2 separate regions of the Oryzias latipes genome follow, and region 2 is linked to region 1. A link is a contact called in public Hi-C data. All regions are on one chromosome and are shown on one strand. Each heading gives the region's core, a stretch centred on a gene start, on an enhancer-like site or on the middle of the called end of the contact. The rest is flanking DNA. Distances are from core to core; before and after follow the strand shown. Region 1 holds the start of LOC101163578 (cysteine protease ATG4D). Region 2 holds the start of LOC101168128 (ATP-dependent RNA helicase DDX39A).

Region 1 (4,447 bases), core at 789-3,288:
AAAAAAAGAGAGCAAGGAGGTAAAACATGTGACTTGAGCAGCCAAGCACAGCAAATCTTACCCTGTGAAGCAGCTTCAAGCAGCTTTCACCTGTGGAAACGCTTGAGCTCGTGCAGAGCGAATCAAAGCCAATCCTTCTCGGCAACAGAAAGTTCACAAAACCAAACATGTGACTGTGCCCTGTGACCAGAGGAATCTCAGAGATGTCATTTTAGTGGTTTTCATCCAGCAGCAACTAAAATGACAACTCTGAGAATTCTCCGAAAATGTAAGAATACTTCAAAAGATTTAAATGCAGTTTTTAACTTGAATGAACAGCAGAAATACTCGTGTACTCCATTCAAGTCAAACAGTGCATTTAAATATAACTTGTTGTGCCAATGATACAGAAAAAGGGGAAGAGAAATTTGTTGGTTTTGGTTGATTTGATTTCTAAATTTTTACCTTGATTTCACCAGGAAGTCCCGTTAAGAGAAAAAATTATATTTTAAGGGGGGGCCTGGACCGAAAGCCACCATCCCAATAAAAAACATACGATTAAAACCATAAATTACAAATAATGTATCATTAATGAACAGTATAACAATAATAAAACGGTTAAATCAAGAGTTATACTCTCAGGTCAACACCACAGCTCCAGTAAAAAAGCACCAGCACGAAGGCCAGCCCAGTAAAGATAAAAACATTAGAATATTTAACAAAATGGATCAAACTGGAAGATTCCAACATTTCCAACACACAGCAGGAGATCTTATCTAAATGGGACTTCCTGCTGAAATAAAGGTCAAATAAAAGACAAAAACCAAGAATTAGAGCTGGGGGGTTATTCTAAAAACATTAATAGTGATGCTCTGAATTTGTTACCAGTTTGTACAGATTTGATTACATACTTTAAACAAAAACACATATTGTTTAAACCAATTTAACAATGTACAAAATCAACAAGTTATTAATACTAAAAGAATGTGGCATTCCTAGTGACGCTTTTAAAGGATTATTTTTTGGTGGTATAGTTGAGTTAATACATTCTCAGAAATATAAAACAATGTGACAAATATTTGTAGCTGTTTTTGATAAAACACAGGTATAATAATGTTTTCAGAAAACTGCCATGGCTAGTCTACCATTTTATCTTGTGTCACACTTTTTTTCTTTTTGGAGGAAACAGCAAAAACGTGCTGTGAAAATGTGAATTTGTTCCTCCCATAATAATGTTGCAACACATTTACCTGCCTCGGTTCTTTCAGTGGCATCACAAGGACGCATGGATGTATTGATCACTGAAGAATCCTGCTTTCTCATGCAGTTTTGCAGGATCGCTCAAAGGTCGAACATGTCAGACAGCTGACTCTTCTTGCATCGTATTCTTCCTCAGCTGAAATGACAAATGCAAACAGATCAAACAGGAAAAAAAATTTTGTTTTTCCTCCTGCCTACAATTGTCTCTATTTTAATTTTTTTTTTTTTTTTACCAAATTAACTGCTAAAAATTTAAACCCACACTGACACTGACATTTAGTTGCAAATGACTAAAGTTAAACTCTATTTGCAATGTTACAACCCCTAAGTTTGGGGTTTAAAGCTACAAACAGGGAAAAAAAGGAAGAAAAAACAGCAGGGAACATGATTTGGACTGAATTTAACAGCAACATAAGCATAAAACAAACTAACATTGAGCTTTTTAATATAAATCATTTATAGGTTTAACCGAATATTCCTTTTATTTATGCTGACTTCGGTTGATGACTCCGCTGACAGGACACAGTAAAGCAAAGTTGACACGGCAAGAAATTTACCGTGAGTGAAGAGAAAAAACACGTACCTCATGTCGCATCGTGATTTCTTCCTTTCCGTGCAGACAACCCAGTCGGTAATTTATTAGTGAATAATTGGTTAATTTACCAGAGCAAGCTTGTGCGTTTTTACTGGAGTCAGCTCAGTACGACACCAACACAGGAGGTTGTTTTTACAGTCAATGCCCACACATTTATCCGATAGCAGACTGAAGTAGTGACGGTGTCGTCACTTCCTGTTTATACTGGTCACTTGGTATTGCTTCCTTAACTGGACGACGTCACGAACTTCTATCCCGTGTGTTTATAGATTAAACTAATAACATCTCCAAAATTCAATTCCCCCTGAGACATTCACGTTGTTATTGTATTATGTTGTTTGTCAATAAAGTATGAAAAAAAAAAAGAAAATAACATCTCCAAAAGCCTTAACCAGAAAGCGGTGTTTGTATGAACGTTGTAGAAACCTGAATGTTTTTATGTAAAATGCATGTTATATTTATGCTCCTCTGGCATATCTGAAGTTTACTTTGCAAAATTGTATTTTGTGTTGTACTTACGTTTTGTACAATAAAGTTTAAAAAAAAGAACTTCAGCCGAAAAACGGAAGTAACGTACGTTCGCCTTCAGAATAAAAGCTGCAACTTCCTTTGAAAAACAAAACAGATCAAAGTAATGTATTATAACTAATGTTATAATACATTATAACATTAGTTACGTTATAACTATGTTATAACTATAACTATGTTATAACTAATGTATTATAACTAAAAGAACTACAAACTCTTGATAAAAATTATCATTGTTCCAAATGATGGGATATTTTAGTTTTTTATTATCTTTATCAGTACAATAATTTTAAAACATCAAAATAAAAGCTTTCAGAACTCAAATTCAAGACAAAAAAAGGCAAAAAAGAAATTTAGCACATTTTTTTTTCCTACTGCAACTGTAAACCTTATTATGATAAATAATATTAATAGGAAAACAGAGAAATTAAGTAGAACATAGTATTAGAATAAACAAAAGGCATATTTCTTTTTAGTCCACTTTAAAGACCTTATATTGAACCTGTTTTTTAATTTCTACATTGAAACTTATTGATGTTTTCAAGAACGATTATTATCTTAATTATCAAACAATGAAATATTTTTTACTGCCATTTGAGCCATTATGATTGCATTCAAGAATAAATGAAAACCGGTACAAAAAAGATTCCCCACAAGACATTATCGTTTTATTTTTAATTACATTTCATATCCTGTAGGCTTTTTCTGGTTCTGCACAATATTTTTTTGTAAATATGTACTGGCATAGAGGGAAACTACTGTCAGACAAAAGAAAAAGTCAAACTTTTTGAACACAGATGGATGGGACAGAAACATTAGTCCTGACATATGGAGAAAAAACTCAGATTTCACAGCTATTATGCAGTTGTTTTCCAATGGCAAACCAGTGTGACTAGCACAATGAAACTCAGTTAAAATTGTTCAATAAATAGAAAATAAAAAAATAAATACATCAATCACAGTAAACATTTTTTTCTACTATAAATAAAGTGCAATTGTTGTCAGATCACACACAAACATTAGTGTTTAATATCCAAATATTAGTTTGATGTTTAATTTATGAACATCAAAATAAAGCAAATCTGAACTGGAAGTAAAATAGACATTATAACAACAATTACGAGAAAGATTCACAAGCAAACTGTCTCAGACTTCTACACACATTTCTCTTTGTTCCCTATATACTCTGGTGTTGTATGAAGATGTCCACATGGTGTCAGTCTAAGACTGGTTTGTTTCTTGGTGACACACAACTTTTTTTTACACGCAACAAACAAGACTTCACCACTATGAAGCTCTCAACATCTTAAAGGTTTCACTGACAAGGATGCCTAGCTAGGGCACTGATGGATTGCATAATAATACACATTTCTACAAAACACAGACTTTAAATGAGCCCCGAACAAATGACTTGCATTTTTCCTTCACGTATAACACTAAACAACAAACTCTACCTGTGCAGAAACAGAAATGAGCAAATGAGAACGTATATTCCTCTCCATGTGCTAGCTATTTCATGCTTCATCACACACATGGCCTCTTTACCCACTAGGAGCACACTCACTAATTAGCCTAAATATATGATTGCACATTTCACTAGGATCAGCAGACAGTTTTTATGACAAAGGTACTTGCTTGGCTTATTGCAAACGTTTTTTTTCTCTCTTTTTCAAGAGCATAATGTAAACTTAACAATTGGGGACACCATTAAAAAGTGGCATCATTGCATAGTGTCCCTGTGCAAGTTCATGGACCTCTTCCAATGCCATTGAAAGTCAGCCCTTAAACAGATCAACCAGTTCTGTCAGTGGGAGCATTTGGTTCCTTGGTCCAGTTTCCAACGGGCCAACAAATGGAAAATCTCTCCATGCCTGGTCATCTTTTAGTTTTTAACAGGACGTGCGTGATAAATGACATAATAGGAGCAGAAAAATGTGAGAATAGCTCAGCGTTATCAGAGTCTCCCAGTTTGGTTCAACCGTTTCCACCACTAGTTTGAAAAAATTTCCCCCAAAAGGAATTTCTGGAAAACAAAAAGTAAAAAAAAAAAAACTACCCTCTAAAGAGAGCTTTAGCAACACTAAC
Region 2 (4,447 bases), core at 1,008-3,507, 190 kb after region 1:
AAAACAGTGAGACCTTACCTGATGGGAAAGAATAGTTTTATTGCATTTCTGTTTTTCACTTTCTATTTAAATGCATGAAAGATTCCCTTTTACTCAAAACATTTCCAGGACATTTCACTGAAAAACATCACATTTTCTATGATGAACACACATGTGGAATGCTAGAACCACATCTTTCCTCTGCAACTGATCCCTATTGTTTTTTTTTTTCTTCTAATACTCGTCTCCTTCATCATCTTCCTCATCCTCAACGGAGTCGACTTCAACCTCCTCAGTCCTTTTCCAGAGCTGCCATGTCCTCTCTCCCTCCTCCATCCCCCCGCCCACATACCAGTGAACAAATGCATGAGGTCAAAAGCGGAAATCACAAATAAACTAAAGTCTCAAAAAGTATTTCAATCATAAATAAATCTAAACATATTAGAATACGACAATTAATATTTATTGTACTGCTCCTTAATATTACCATATAGTGACCTATAGAAATTTGGGGGAATAATTATAAGGGTTCACTAAATCCCCTCTTTTTACTTCAAAAATGAGCCATAAGAATTGTACACAAAGCCGGATATCTTGATCATTCAATTTATTTTATCAATTCTGACTTTTAAAACTGTACCTTGTGGGTTTTACACCAACAACTTTTATACAGAGCCAGTGGGAAATCGTTACCATTCAACATCCAAAAACAGTTCTTAGAAAATGAAGGAGGCTACAGACTGAGAGGATGTAGGAACTTCACGATCAAACTGATAAGAACCAAAAAGAAAAGTTTCTGTGTCGGTGTTTGGCTCTTAACTTTGGAACGGGTTAAGTAATGAGCTCAAAAAAGTTCCAAATGTCCAAATATTCAAGAAAATGTAGAAAGAAACTCTGATTTCAGGATGTGAAGATACGAGGAGTCGAGTATCAACTGGTGCTTTAATAATTCCAAATACATGTATGAATTTGATTGTGGTGAAATAATCAAAGCTCTTTTAATGACAACCAATGAGTATTACATTGTAATGTGCAACAATGATTACTGAAAGGTTTGAATAACAATTAATAAGCTATGGATTTTCTTTGCTTGGCCTGTAATGTATAGCAACAATCACTGGTTTAATATGATCATGTGTTCTAATAATGATCAATGAATATTACATGTCGGTTACCGTTACTGTTTACTGAAATCATGAATGAATGTTTTCTGAAGATAATCAATCATCAATAAGCACTTGATGTTGTAACTTGAAAAGAATCTACCTGATCAGAACTGGATTACAAAAACTGTAAAACTATCAAAAAATGAACTCAGTCTCGCTTCTTCCCACTCCTTTTCAAGCAATAAATCAACCTCTTTAGTTAACGATCACTATCACAACCCAAAACGTCTATCAGTTTTCTCTGTCATGGACTTTGTCTAAATCAGGGGGTTTCAAACTCCAGGCCTCGAGGACCCTCTGGTTTTAAAGTCCTGCCTTATCTGCTGTTGATTACCTGGATCAGGTGTGTTTAGCCTGTAAGGGGCTTCTGTGGCAGGTCCTCACTGTTCTTCTCCAGGAGCGTCTTCAAAGCTAGTGTTTCATCTGTGGTTCTCTTTCTCTGCATGAAACTGTATGTATGTTTGACTCTGTAAGTCAACCAAGCAACTGTTGTCATTTACCTGTACAACCGAATCAACATGAAGGTTGTGTTTGTGCTCCACAACATAGAAAAAATAAATTCCAGTGTTTTTTTTCTCCAAGTTAACTCGGACTTGGGACTGGCACATTTTAAATTATTCCCCCTTGTGGTTGCATGAAAATGATTATTATTTATCCTCAATACATACCTAAACTAAACGTTGTGATTTGTATGCAGTGAGATGTTTACTTCCACCTTAAAAAATTGTTCTTTAGGAGGGTTTATTTTACCCTTCAGTTAAATTTCTGCAAAAAGCCAAACATCTGTTAAGTGTAAATGGAACACAACGCAGACATTTATTTTTAAACAAAATTATATGTAAAAAGGTGCTGCTAGTACCTAAATGACATTATTTTCAATTTACTTTAAAAGAACTGCAAGACAACTGGTGTTTCTAAGAAACTTCTCACAGTTACTATTTTGTTTTGTTTTTAATACACGTAAATTTTGTTTTATTGTATTTCTTATTAAAGTAAGTAAATAAGATTCCAAAACGTAAATTCATTTAATTTTCCGCAATAAATTGTTTTTTCCTTGTCCCTCGTGGGTTTCCATACTTCATGGCAGTTCTATTCTCTCAAGTCCCGCTTCTGTCTGTCACAAGCAACTGCGGCAACATTTCTAGCCAATCGCCAATCGCTGTTCTCATCAGGTGACAAAGATTCACCAATCACAGGAAGGTTTTTGAGAATGCGACGCAGCATTTCCGGTTAATCCTGGAAAACAACTGAGGCCTCTCCATGCGGTACTGATCCGGTGGACCTGCAGCTAAATTCACAAAGGTAGAAGTGTAATACTATTTTTAAACGGATAAACTTTTGTTGTTGTAAATCACTAATGTGATTATGAGTGAATTACAAATTTTAGTTACCCATATAAATGTACTTAAGCAGTAATTTTTGCTTAAATGCATTGTTAGCTTTAGCATTTATCTTTAGCCTAGCATTTCATAGAACCGACGATCATCATTTTAACCCATTTTTATATGAAAAGGCGAAGGTTATCTCTGACTTTAAAGTTCTATCAATAAAAGCAATGTATTCCATAAATCTAGTTACTATAGTTTTGTGATAGCCGTGATTTGAGCGTGCTCTTTCGCCACGCTAGCATCGGTGATGCAGTACAATGGGTATAATTAGCATCATGGCTAACAACAGGTAATCGGTATTCGGTTTGACCAAAAAATGACCATTTCGGTCCATATCTTGACTTGTTTATGTTTGTGCGCGACTCACCAAGCCAGAATTTAATTATTTAAATTTATTTGAAATGTTTGAGTACTTTGGTGCCTCTAATGAAGGTCGATCATGGAAACTATAGAAAAATCACTAACTAAGCTAACATGGTTATTCGATAACCAAAACTATTAAAACAAAACGCTGCATTTATAACTTAAAAAAAAACTCTCATGCCCAGTTTAAATCCATTGTGTGTTAATATTTGCCGTGTTCCTTGTTGTATTTTTAATTACAAATTTGCCAGTGAAATTTCTTCTCTTGAGGGTTTATTTTATCCTTCAGCCTCTTCAATTGTTTTTATTAATCCTAATAAATGTTAAGCATAAATGGTACACGACGTACACGGTTGTTTTCAAACTAAATTATGTGTAAAAAGGTGCTGCTAGTACCTAAATGACTGCAGGACAACTGGTGTTAAATAACAATGTTCTTTTCTGGCTTAAAGTCAGTCACAAATCTCTCGGACTTTAACAACAAAACTCTAAAATAATTTGTTTGTTTTGCAGAAGAGAAACAAAAAGAAAAAACCTCACACAAAATGGCTGAGAATGACGTTGATAACGAGCTGCTTGATTATGAAGATGACGATGAGCCTCAGGGAGCCCCAGAGAGCGCAGCCCCCACGGGAAAGAAGGAGGTGAAAGGCTCCTACGTCTCCATCCACAGCTCGGGCTTCAGAGATTTCCTCCTGAAGCCCGAGCTGCTCCGTGCCATCATCGACTGCGGTTTTGAACATCCATCTGAAGGTAAGGCCGCATGTGACTACCTGATGGAAGGTCCCATAATGCAATTCATTAACGTTTCACTGTTTCTGTTCTATTTCATTACTTGGTATTAAAAAAGAGTTGTCCATCGGCTTTTATTTGAACACACAAAAAATTGTAGTTTATCTTTATTTGAATCCTTTGCCCCAGTATTAAAGTGATAACTGGACTCTGCTGATGGTTTGTAAGCTTTGATATAAGCTGTAAAAGAGCAAACTTAAATGAAAGATAACATAAAAAGATAACATTTGTAAATCTGCCCCCACCACCCAAAAAAAAAAGGTTGGTGCTGGTGTTTTATTGTGAAGTGACAGTGATGTCTTCTTCCTGTCCTGTCTTCAGTCCAGCATGAGTGCATTCCACAGGCCATTCTGGGCATGGACATTCTGTGCCAGGCCAAGTCCGGTATGGGCAAGACTGCTGTGTTCGTACTGGCCACCCTGCAACAGATTGAGCCCGTCGATGGGCAGGTATGTTGGTTTCTTTCAGAAGATGCAGAACCCGCGTTGAGTCACAGTTAGGAATGTCTTGTACTTAACAAGCCAGTGTTGAATATTTAAAGAAGAATTCACCGTAATGCTGCTAAACATCAATTGCGCTTCGTACTGCAAATTCCCACTCGCCGTCTTTGTTTTCACGCATGCTCGTCAAGAATGTGTCACGCCTTCCACCATGCAGAGGAGCTATTGTCAAAAGTTTTAGGCTCGTCGCTACATGAAAATGCCCTGTAATCTGTATATCTCATATAAAGTCAATGCAGGAAATAAGAAAAATATAAAG

The links. Hi-C and Micro-C count contacts between places; a contact is called where the count stands out from the background.
Region 2: a Hi-C map of embryo shows a contact between it and region 1, with 1.9 times the contacts expected there. The contact joins the promoter of LOC101168128 here to the promoter of LOC101163578 in region 1. A contact is called at or near these places in 2 of 5 Hi-C or Micro-C datasets (embryo and fibroblasts).

What each region holds. Positions count from the first base shown.
Region 1 is chr8:21,569,059-21,573,505 of ASM223467v1, forward strand. LOC101163578 (cysteine protease ATG4D) reads right to left here and starts at 2,039. Exons shown (of 12, transcript XM_011478572.3): 1 at 1,823-2,039; 2 at 1,234-1,375.
Region 2 is chr8:21,760,570-21,765,016 of ASM223467v1, forward strand. LOC101168128 (ATP-dependent RNA helicase DDX39A) reads left to right here and starts at 2,258. Exons shown (of 10, transcript XM_020706801.2): 1 at 2,258-2,447; 2 at 3,410-3,649; 3 at 4,010-4,137. The coding sequence starts at 3,442.